Regions from separate parts of the Mus musculus genome. Here region 2 is linked to region 1. A link is a contact called in public HiChIP or PLAC-seq data. All regions are on one chromosome and are shown on one strand. Each heading gives the region's core, a stretch centred on a gene start, on an enhancer-like site or on the middle of the called end of the contact. The rest is flanking DNA. Distances are from core to core; before and after follow the strand shown. Region 1 has its middle 36 kb from the start of Gm39023. Region 2 holds the start of Mtmr10 (myotubularin related protein 10).

The links. HiChIP or PLAC-seq counts read pairs in DNA pulled down with a chosen protein or histone mark.
Region 2: an H3K27ac HiChIP or PLAC-seq map of regulatory T cells shows a contact between it and region 1, with 4 times the contacts expected there. The contact joins the promoter of Mtmr10 here to the enhancer-like site in region 1. A contact is called at or near these places in 2 of 39 promoter capture datasets (hippocampal neurons and pre-B cells), 3 of 484 Hi-C or Micro-C datasets (CD4 T cells, CD8 T cells and regulatory T cells), 8 of 115 datasets of contacts at active chromatin or transcription factors (T-cell acute lymphoblastic leukemia, bone marrow-derived macrophages, double positive thymocytes and 5 more) and 2 of 9 other capture datasets (adipose tissue and liver).

What each region holds. Positions count from the first base shown.
Region 1 is chr7:63,813,774-63,818,603 of GRCm38.p6, forward strand. No RefSeq gene overlaps it. Among named protein-coding and RNA genes, the nearest start is that of Gm39023, 36 kb to the right of the region's middle. Within about 2 kb of position 2,683, at least 138 of the 459 cell types and tissues checked have an H3K27ac peak or open chromatin away from gene starts, as enhancers often do. A contact at or near this core is called in CD8 T cells, T-cell acute lymphoblastic leukemia, adipose tissue and 7 more, where this site is marked.
Region 2 is chr7:64,284,970-64,289,799 of GRCm38.p6, forward strand. It overlaps Mtmr10 (myotubularin related protein 10), which reads left to right and starts at 2,701. Exons shown (of 16, transcript NM_172742.2): 1 at 2,701-2,872; 2 at 3,370-3,430. The coding sequence starts at 2,813.

The sequences.
Region 1 (4,830 bases), core at 1,433-3,932:
CCTGCCAGACTAACTACTATTTAAAATGATCGTTCAACCAGGGAGATGGTAAAGGCACTTGTCACCAAACCTAATGCCCTGAGTTTGAACCCCAGAGCCCACATGATACAAGGAGAGAAACAATTCCTCCTCAGACATGTACATGTCTGCACATGTACATATGTGCACACACACACAATGTTAAATATATATGTGGTTTTTTGTTTTGGTTTTGTTTTGGTTTTTTGTTTTTGGTTGGTTGGTTGGTTTTTTGAGACAGGGTTTCTCTGTATAGCCTGGGCTGTCTGGAACTCACTCCGTAGACCAGGCTGGCCTCAAATTCAGAAACCCACTTGCCTCTGCCTCCCAAGAGCTGGTGGTATTAAAGGCATGTACTACCATCACCAGACTGAAAATATCTACTTGTAAAAGGGCTTAGTCCTCAGGTTCTTTCCTGACAGGCAATGTTGTCACGTGACATGGTATAAAAGGACTCCATGGCCACAGGGCAAGTGGAGCCCCAGGCTATCCTCTCTGGACAGGTTTGTGGTTTTTTCCTAGGAAGTGAATATTTTGCAAGGTCAGAGACTCTTGTCTTCTGCAGGCCCTCTCCCACCTGCACTCCTACCATGTGAAGTTATGGTGAGCAGATGCTCCCAGATGTGAGCAGGCTGCCAGTTGCATGTGGTATCTCCCCACCCTCCATTTAGAAGAAAAAAGACTCAGAAGGGCTAGAGGTGCAATAAGCCATCTCAAAGTCTCGGAGGTGCAATCTCTAGCTATACCTGGGACTTCAGAAATGCTTCATCCATTAAGAAACTCCAATCTAGGACTGGAGAGATGGCTCAGCAGTTAAGAGCACTGACTGCTCTTCCCAGAGGTCCTGAGTTCAAATCCCAGCAACCACATGGTGGCTCACAACCATCTGTAATGAGATCTGATGCCCTCTTCTGGTATGTCTGAAGACAGCTACAGTGTACTTACATATAATAAATAATTAAATAAATCTGAAAGAAAGAAAGGAAGGAAGGAAGGAAGGAAGGAAGGAAGGAAGAAAGAAAGAAAGAAAGAAAGAAAGAAAGAAAGAAAGAAAGAAAGAAAGAAAAAAGAAAGAAAGAAGGAAAGAAGGAAAGAAGGAAAGAAGGAAGGAAGGAGAGAGAGAGAGAGAGAAAGAAAGAAAGAGAGAGAGAGAAAGAAAATCCAGTCTAAGGGCAAGAGGGTGTCCCCCAAGGCTCAGTTCATATGGTACAGCCTGAGGCGAGAGGCTCCTCCCTTCCAGAGTGCTTGTGTTTGACTGGGTGGAGCATAGGTGCACAGGACTAAGTGCTGGGGGCCCTTGAGACCCCACAAGCACAGTGCTTTTGAGACCCCACAAGTGCAATTTGTGGTTTTATTTGCCAGACCTCAGTGTGAGACCCAATCAGAACCGAGTGCTGGTTCAGTGGATGAATGTCAGTAAAAAGGAGAGTGTTTCAGTCAGACAATCTGTAATTCTGTGGGATGGGTGTTGGCTCATGCTAATGATATCAAGTGTACACACACACACACACACACACACACACACACACACACACACACGTGTGCGCACTCACTCAAAAATCACCATACATGAAAAATGTGTGAAGTACAATTAATGTGTTGATTGTCGCCGGGCACGGTGGCATATGCCTTTAATCCCAGCAGTCGGGAGGCAGAGGCAGGTGGATTTCGGAGTTTGAGGCCACCCTGGTCTACAAAGTGAGTTCCAGGACAGCCAGGGCTCTACAGAAAAACCCTATCTTGAAAAATACCCCCCGCCAAAAAATTCTGCTGATTGTCTACCTCCAGCGTAGCCGCACGCACTGCACAGCGATGACTGACTGTTTCCTCTACTGGTCTCTAGTTCTTAGATGTGTCAGCTCAAAGCCGGGGCCCAGCATCATGAAAAGGGATTGTAGTATATACCACTAGCCTGAGAAAAAGTCCAAACTCACTATTCAGTGTATGGTTTCTATTGAATACACACCAATTTCACACTATGGCTTAGTCAAAAAGTCCTGTCAGGCCACTGGCATGTGTATGTACAGACATCTACAGGGACAGACAAACGTGCACACATGCCAACGGAAAGTCATCACCTGTAGGCTGAATACAGATTTTTCTTGAAACTTGTATCATCTTGTAGACCATAACACGTAGTGTGTGTGTGTGTGTGTGTGTGTGTGTGTGTGTGTGTTTATATATGCACATATGTGTATAGGTTTTCCAGGTAACTTGTATTACTTCTGGTGCGTCCGCTGCTGAGCAGCCCTGTTCACTCCAAGAGAAAGAAAATGTTAATAAACCGAAAGCGCCCTGGCTTCTCAGGAAATAAGCTGGCAGGATTTTTAGTAAGAGCAGGATCTGAGCCAGTGTTGAAGGGCCTATGAACTGACTGCCGGAAGGGCTCAGGCGTGGGAGGCAGGAAGTCAGTCTAGCCTCTCTGCCTTTGACGCCCTAAGCAGTTTGGCCTTCTTAAGCAGTTAGTTACCTGTAAAATAATCAGAGCCAGCTCCTGTGACCTGTCTGTGATGAAACTGCCTCATACGAGGATCCAGACGTGACGCCAGGGCTCTTCCTCACTCTCACAGTCAAAAGCTTTCACCTTACACACTAGCCCAAGCTGTTCCCACAACCCTGTGACAAAGTCCCTTTAGCAGCAGCCCCATTCTTGTGCCCTACAACACACCAAAGGACTACCACAGACAAAAACCTTGAAACAAAAAAACACCAGGGCTGAGCCCACCCCCTTAGCATGTATAAGATACACACAGGAAGGAAGTGGCTGGCTGATTCAAGGAGGCAGGGCTACAATGTCTCCAGGAAGGAATATTTTCCAACCAGTTCACCCTGCCTGTGGTTTTGAACAAGATTTCAGACATAGCTCTAGCCAGTCCCCAGCCCCCTGCTGTGTCGCTCCTGGACCCTCCACCAACATGGGCAGCAGCTGCTGTCTAGACACAGCAACAAGGGTGGGTGCCCATGCAGGAAGTCATCCAGCAGGCTGCTCTGCTCAATGGTCTTGGAGTTGGAAGCAAGCAAGAGAGGCACAAGCTGCTTGTGGTGGGAGCAGGAAGGGCCAGGCCCTGCCTGGTGGGCAGGGAAGAGGACATTCCCCCCTGCCTCTTGCTGGGTACTCCCGGAGATGACTCATCAGCAAACCTGTTTTTGGTTTCTGCTCATAACTAGCTCCAGGTCTCAGCAGATCCAGCTCTGAGCTCCAGGGTCTCTCCAAACAGGACCCTCCCTGGATTGGAAGTTTCTTCTCTGTGTCTGTGACTGGGAGGGCTTACAGGAAGGATCCAGTTCTGAGCTCTTCCATCCCCTGCCCTTCTGTGTCCAAAGCTTCCCCTCTGTTAAAGCTCTTGTTGCAGGGTAGGCAAGAACACTGGGGCACTTCCCACTCTGCCATGGACACTGGCACTCTGTCCTTCCTCCCTGTCCTCTGCTCACGTCCTATCTGGTGTCAGCTTTAGCAACTTTCTGGACTCTCCAGATGGAAAGTCCCTCTTTCTTACTGCCTCTAATCTGACACCATAACCAATGGCAACTATGTATCCAGCCATGTGAGTCCAACTGAGTCACTTCAACTTGCTGAGCTTCAGTTCTACATCTGTAGGGTAGGCATGTTGAGAGATGCCAACAGAGATGAAGCAACCATTGTGAAGCAAGGAGCTGAGCACCTAGAGCTGGTCCAGGACCCTGGTAGACACTAACACCAGGGCAGAGGGTGCTGAGTGATCTTTTTTCCAGGCAGTGGCCACTCCCCCCCTTCAATCAGATTAGCCAGTTCCCCCACATCTCCACCCACAGTCTTGCCTGCATATGGTAGGTCTGACATGTAGTTGAGGGCCAGCAGACTCCACGTAGAGGAAGGCAGCCAAAACCCCAGAAGAGCCAACAACCTCTCCCATAGAGAAGAACAGATAGAGAGCAGATGGAGCCTTTACTGTTAGGGGCTGCCTGGGCCAGACACCCATTTCACAGACTACAGGTGCCAGTCAGTGAGGCCCACACAGGAACAGGGCTGGGTCCTCCATAGAGAGCTTACAGCTAAGCTCTCAGAGTGGGTGGCATTGAAGTGCCATTCCCCAGGACAACAAAGCCTGCAGGTAGGGAGGCTTCTTGACTGGTGACAGTCAGAACAGAGCTAGAGGTCATGGACTTGGCCTTGGAACTGAGGAGCTGGAGCCCTTTCTCCTAGACTGTCCTTGCCTCCATGAATGGACAGCAACAGGGTACAAATCTGAAGGCCAGGGAAGGAGAAAACCAGTCCAATGTCCCAGGACTCTATAGGGATCACTCTCAGAGGGTCGTTGTCTTGGCCCATTCCTGGGTGACCAAATTCTCTTGGTGGTTTAAAAATAAAGGTCATATGGACACATCTTTCTATGAGTGGACCCTGACCTGTGACCTTTGGAGACACCAAATCTGGAAAGCACTGGCCACCACCCAGCACCAAGACCCGGTATTCTCTGGAGTTGCCATTTGGACTCTATAGTGGTAGCACCTGTGTTCAGGCAGACTGCAGCCAGCATGCAGGGAGAGGCAGGAGGCCCACGCTGTCCACCAGAATGCTCTACCGCTGTGTCTAGTGGAGTTGCCAAGGTCATTTAAACCTTCCAGGCAGGGTCTCAGGATCAGAGCTATGTAGACATTCAAGCCAGGCCCAAGAGTGATAACTCCCTCTAGTGGGACTAGCCAAGTACAGTGCCAAAGCAGATTCACTGCTCAGAATTCCAAGTCAGAGATCCATTGGATATTTCTGCAGAACCAAGAGTGTGAAGATGCCAGGCCCTGTGCAGACCAGTACACCTGGCCTCGACCTTAGTG
Region 2 (4,830 bases), core at 1,451-3,950, 470 kb after region 1:
TTTCTACTCATTTCAGTAGAATGCCATGAACCTAAAGAACATTGGACTCTTATGAGTCCTGATTCAGGCCCATCACAAAGCTGGCACTCAATAAAAATCTGTTAACTGATTGAATGAGTGACCAAATAAAACATAAAGTATCTAGCACCCATTAGGTATTCAAGAAAAAAAATATATTCTCTCTTTCTCTGTCTGTCTGTCTGTCTCTCCCTCTCTCTTCTGTCAATGAAAAAAAAAACTGATCTCTCTAGGGAATGCCAGTGTTCTCTAATATAGAAAAATCAACAATGGGAACAGATGTATAATTAGACAAGCAGCTTAAAACTTTAACACAAAAGCCCAAAGCTGGGGATGGTCTAATACACCAAACACAGTAGTGAAGATGAGACTCTAAGAAGGGCCTGCAAAGCCTATCAACAGACTGACTTCTGTCACTCCAAACTCCCAAACACACACTCTGAAACACTGACCCCTAATGAGAACATACTCAGAGACAGGGCCTTAAGACAAAAAAGTCAGGGTGTTAATCAGATAGGCTCAATGTTCTAAGAAGAAAGTCCCCCCTTGTGAGAACATAACAAGGAGGAAGCCATTGGCTAAAGATACTGGGAGCCCTGGTGGGAAACATCTTTGAAGCTGAGTCTGGTAGAGCCTACCATCTACTTGTAGGCTCAAGTTCAAGGCCAGCAACTCAGTAAAACCCTGTCAATAAAGGAGTTGGGGGTTACAGTTCAGTAATAAGTCACCTGCTAAGTACTTGGGGAGCCTGGAGTTCCGTTCAGTTGCTAGCACAGCAAGAAAAAGGGAAGGGAAACTCAAAATCCATCTTTACAGAGCCTTGCTCTTGTGCTTCTCTGACTCCACCACTGAGATAATACATTTTTGTTGTCTAGACTAGGGTGCCTGGAGCAGCCTAATGCAGTCAGAAAGGAATCAGTAGCAGTAGGTCAGACAGTAACCCAAGTGCCTAAGTGGACTAGTACAACTAGATATGCAGAATATGGTATTTTAAAATTATCCAGAAAGATAACAAATCTGGAGTTCCCCCATTTTTCAGTTTTTTTTGCTGACATGCATAAAAGATGCAGATTCTAAGAAAATATGGACAACACCCCCTCCCCCCAAAAGAGCACAAGTGTTTGAAGACTTTTAGGGAATACATCCATTTAAGGTAGAAAAGTAACAGAATCGTCATAAAAGTTAAATATGTACCAGTGTTTTTTCATGAGTAGTTCAACTGAATTTACATGTCAAAATACAGTCAAGTGTTATAAACAGATAAGCTAGAAAGATTCAGGGCTCTGACTCCAGGACAAGCTGAAGAACACACAGTATTAGTGATGTCAGTGCACTTGTCTGCATGATGACTGTGATTTCTGGGGCTCACGTCAGTTTCCCTCTGACATTCATGATAAAATGTTGAGTTTGGACCACTATTTTTCAAAGTATAGGGGCATGGAATACCACTGGCCCCCTCCCACCAAAGTCTACTTCAGTTCAGAGGCACAACAAATCTAGACATACCCTATGCTGTGCTGAAGTTGGACAGCCCTTTGCAGCTAAGTGGCAGATTCTCATTTCCACAACCTACTGTATGAATGAAGGGAAAAGGGAAAGAAAAGAAAGGACATGACTACTCTTTGGTATGGTGGAGGAGAAAGTTTTTTGTAGATAAAAGGGAGATCATAGCCAGAGGCAGAGAAATCTGGGAGAGTTCAGAGTAGACTTGACCATGAGCCATGTGAGGAGAGCAGGGCAGGAAGGGGGAGAGGAGAGAGAGGAAGAAGGTGTAGCAGCCAAGAGGGCAAAAGGTGAAAGAGATCAGTCATTAAATAACCAAAATGACTGGATTTTATAGAGAAGAGCCTCTGGGGAAGGGCAGCCCAGTCCCTGGGTTGGAGAGTCCCTGGGTAGAGGGTTGGGTATGCTAACCATAACAGGTCCCATAAAAGCTAGGGACTAAGGGATGCTGAGAGAACCTGGAAGCCAGGTATGCTATATGTTAAACAGGCACCTGACCTATTAGTCCCAGGGTTTGAAATTTAACAGTGTTTGGTTCCCACCAGCGATGGGGTCTTCTCTCCCTGGAATTCTGTTAACTTACCTGTTGAATAGCATCTTTATAAATGAGGATGGAAAGGGGCGTGGGGAGACAACTTGCTTAATATCCCTTTTCACTTAAAGTTTAACGAGAAGAATAAAATCAGAAAACTAAACTGGGGGTTCTGGTTTGCCAGCCAGTATCATCTGTCCCAGGCACTCAGCACAAGCCAAGCCTCAGAACCTCAAGGAAACCAGTGGTTAAATCAATTGGTAGCAAGAGGTGAAAGAAAAGTCTTCCCTCCTTTAATATAGCAGCCATCGCAGATGCCGGAGGACTCGGGTCCTGGAACAGCAGCTACCGTGCACACTGACCACCACAGGCCATTGCAGCTTCGCGAAGCCGGCATGACCCTCGTGAGTCGCAGTAGGCCTGTGAAATCCTCCGTGACCCCTGCGGGCCTCCGTAGAAGCGCGCTCTCAAGATGGCCTCTCGGGTCCCCGTGGCGCCCCACTCCAGCGTCGCGCTCCGTGACAGTACCGCCTAGAGACTGAAAGCTTTGACTGCAGCTCCGCGCGAGTCGCTTCCGGGGATGGGCGTGGCTCCACCAGGCTCCGCCTATTTCGGGCGGGCGCTCGGCCTGGTCCGTCCCCGCCCGTCAGTCCGCCCGGCGGGGCGGGCCGCAGACCCGGCCTGGGCAGCTGCACCGGGAACGCTGAACCGGGAGACTTCTGACCGGCCATAGGGCCGGGGCGCACAGGCGGCGGCACCATGTTCTCTCTCAAGCCGCCCAGACCCAGCTTCAGGTCCTACCTCCTGCCGCCGGCCCAGGTAAGCGCTCGCGACCCGGCGGGGGGCTCGGGACCCAGACGAGTCGCCGGCAAGCGCGCCTCCCGGGAGCCACGGGCGCAGTAGAAACTTGTAGCGCTCCGCGGCGGCGGCCATTCTCTGGCCGAAGTCCTGCGGTCCCTAGTCCTGCCGTGTGACGAGATCGTAGAACCGTCCGGAGCTGCATTTCTTTCCTTCCTTCGGGGCTGGGCACCGACCCTGCGGTGACTGCCAGATGGTTGCAGCGCTGTGGACACCTCGCAGAGCTTACCTGTCTCATAGCTGTGAATTCTTGAAAGCGGCTTGGGCTGTTGTAAATATGTTTATTGTGAGGCTCTCAAGTCGACGAGAAGATCTTAAAACGATCTCTATTTGGACCTGAAAGAGTTTTTAGTAGGGGATATATGTCTGTTGCATGTGTCATCACTTAGAAAATCTGCCTTAGTATCTTGTGACAGGGCGGTGTTTGGATTTTGCTTTATTTTGTTCCTGTATTTCAGACTGACGATAAGATCAGTTCCGAACCGAAGATTAAAAAGCTGGAGCCGGTCCTTTTGCCAGGTAAATTTCAGAATTTGAATGTGCCTTGGACTGAGATTGTACGGAATGGTATTGTGTAGTTCTCTTTCCCTTTCCATTATTTTTAACTTTCTCCAGAGAGTTGGCTAGACATAATTGATGTTTGTCTCGGAAAGTTTAAAGTACAATAGAAGACTTTCAAGAGAATAACTACCTCATTTCTTTTCTGTCTCCTGAAAGGGTAGTTTTGAAAGATGAATCTAATTGCTTGGGTAGTGAAAGTTCTTATGCTTTCCATATGTGTTACCACCTAATGAAATCATGATTAATAATCCAATCATTTTAATGTGTTTTGATAGTATGAAAAGCATGTCTGTGTTCTAAGATAATGACAAAGCTTAGCAGACATTGACTGACTCTGTAATTGGCTTTTGAAGTTGTCAGCTGTCTGCAAGTTTGCTTCTTTCAGTTTAGAACTTTGTTTCCCAGTAGAGACACTATTGACCTTTCAGGCTGGGCAATTCTTGTGAGAAGCTGTCCTGAGCTGACAGCCATCCCTACCTCTTTGGCCTCTTATCAGTTCCATGATAGTGGTGCCCCCATCTTCTGCTAACTGCTAACATCCTCAGTACAACCAGAATGTCTCCAGGCATCCCCGTGTGTGTGTGTGTGTGTGTGTGTGTGTGTGTGTGTGTGCTCGAGCCTCTTGGAAATCATTTGTTAAGAACAAATTTATCTTAGATGGAGACCTTACAAATAGAAGTAGGGATTCATAGAAAACAGTTTTACAATGTAGAAAAACTATTATTTGATTACTATTTTTGAATTGTGTAGCAATTACACAATAATTAAAGAAAAATCGGTGTTTTAATAAGATTATTGGGGCAAATAACCAGACATTTAGGAAGGCCTATCTATCTTAAGCTTAAATTATGATCAAATACCAGTTTTGTATGTCAGAAAAAAAAAGTCTCAAATTCATCCCTTTAATAAGAGAGTTACGACTTCACAAGTGTGGGAACTTGAAGTGTAGTAGAGATGAACAGTTAAAGCGTCAGCCTTTGGTTCCGTATGGCAGATGCCAACTCTTAAAAGTTCTTGTAGACTACTAGAGTTATATTTTTTCTGGCTTTTGTTAGTGTCTTCTCCTCAGTGTTTACTGATGAACCCTTTCTGCTGGTCCTGAGAGTGAGCTGAAGCAGTACTGAGCAACCCTTGCCCCCGTGCATGCTCCGTGTTGGTATTCGCCACCGTAGGCACAGCAGAGACAGCCAGGGGAGCAGTATGCGTGTTGACCAAGTGTCTGGAAGCTGTTGAACTTTGCCTTCGCTTTGAACTGGTTTTTAGACAGCCAGGTCTCCCCTCAGCAATTCTGTGCTCTGACACTAAAAAACAATGTAGTCCTAACTATAAATACTCAAGTTTTGTTTTTTTTTTAATTA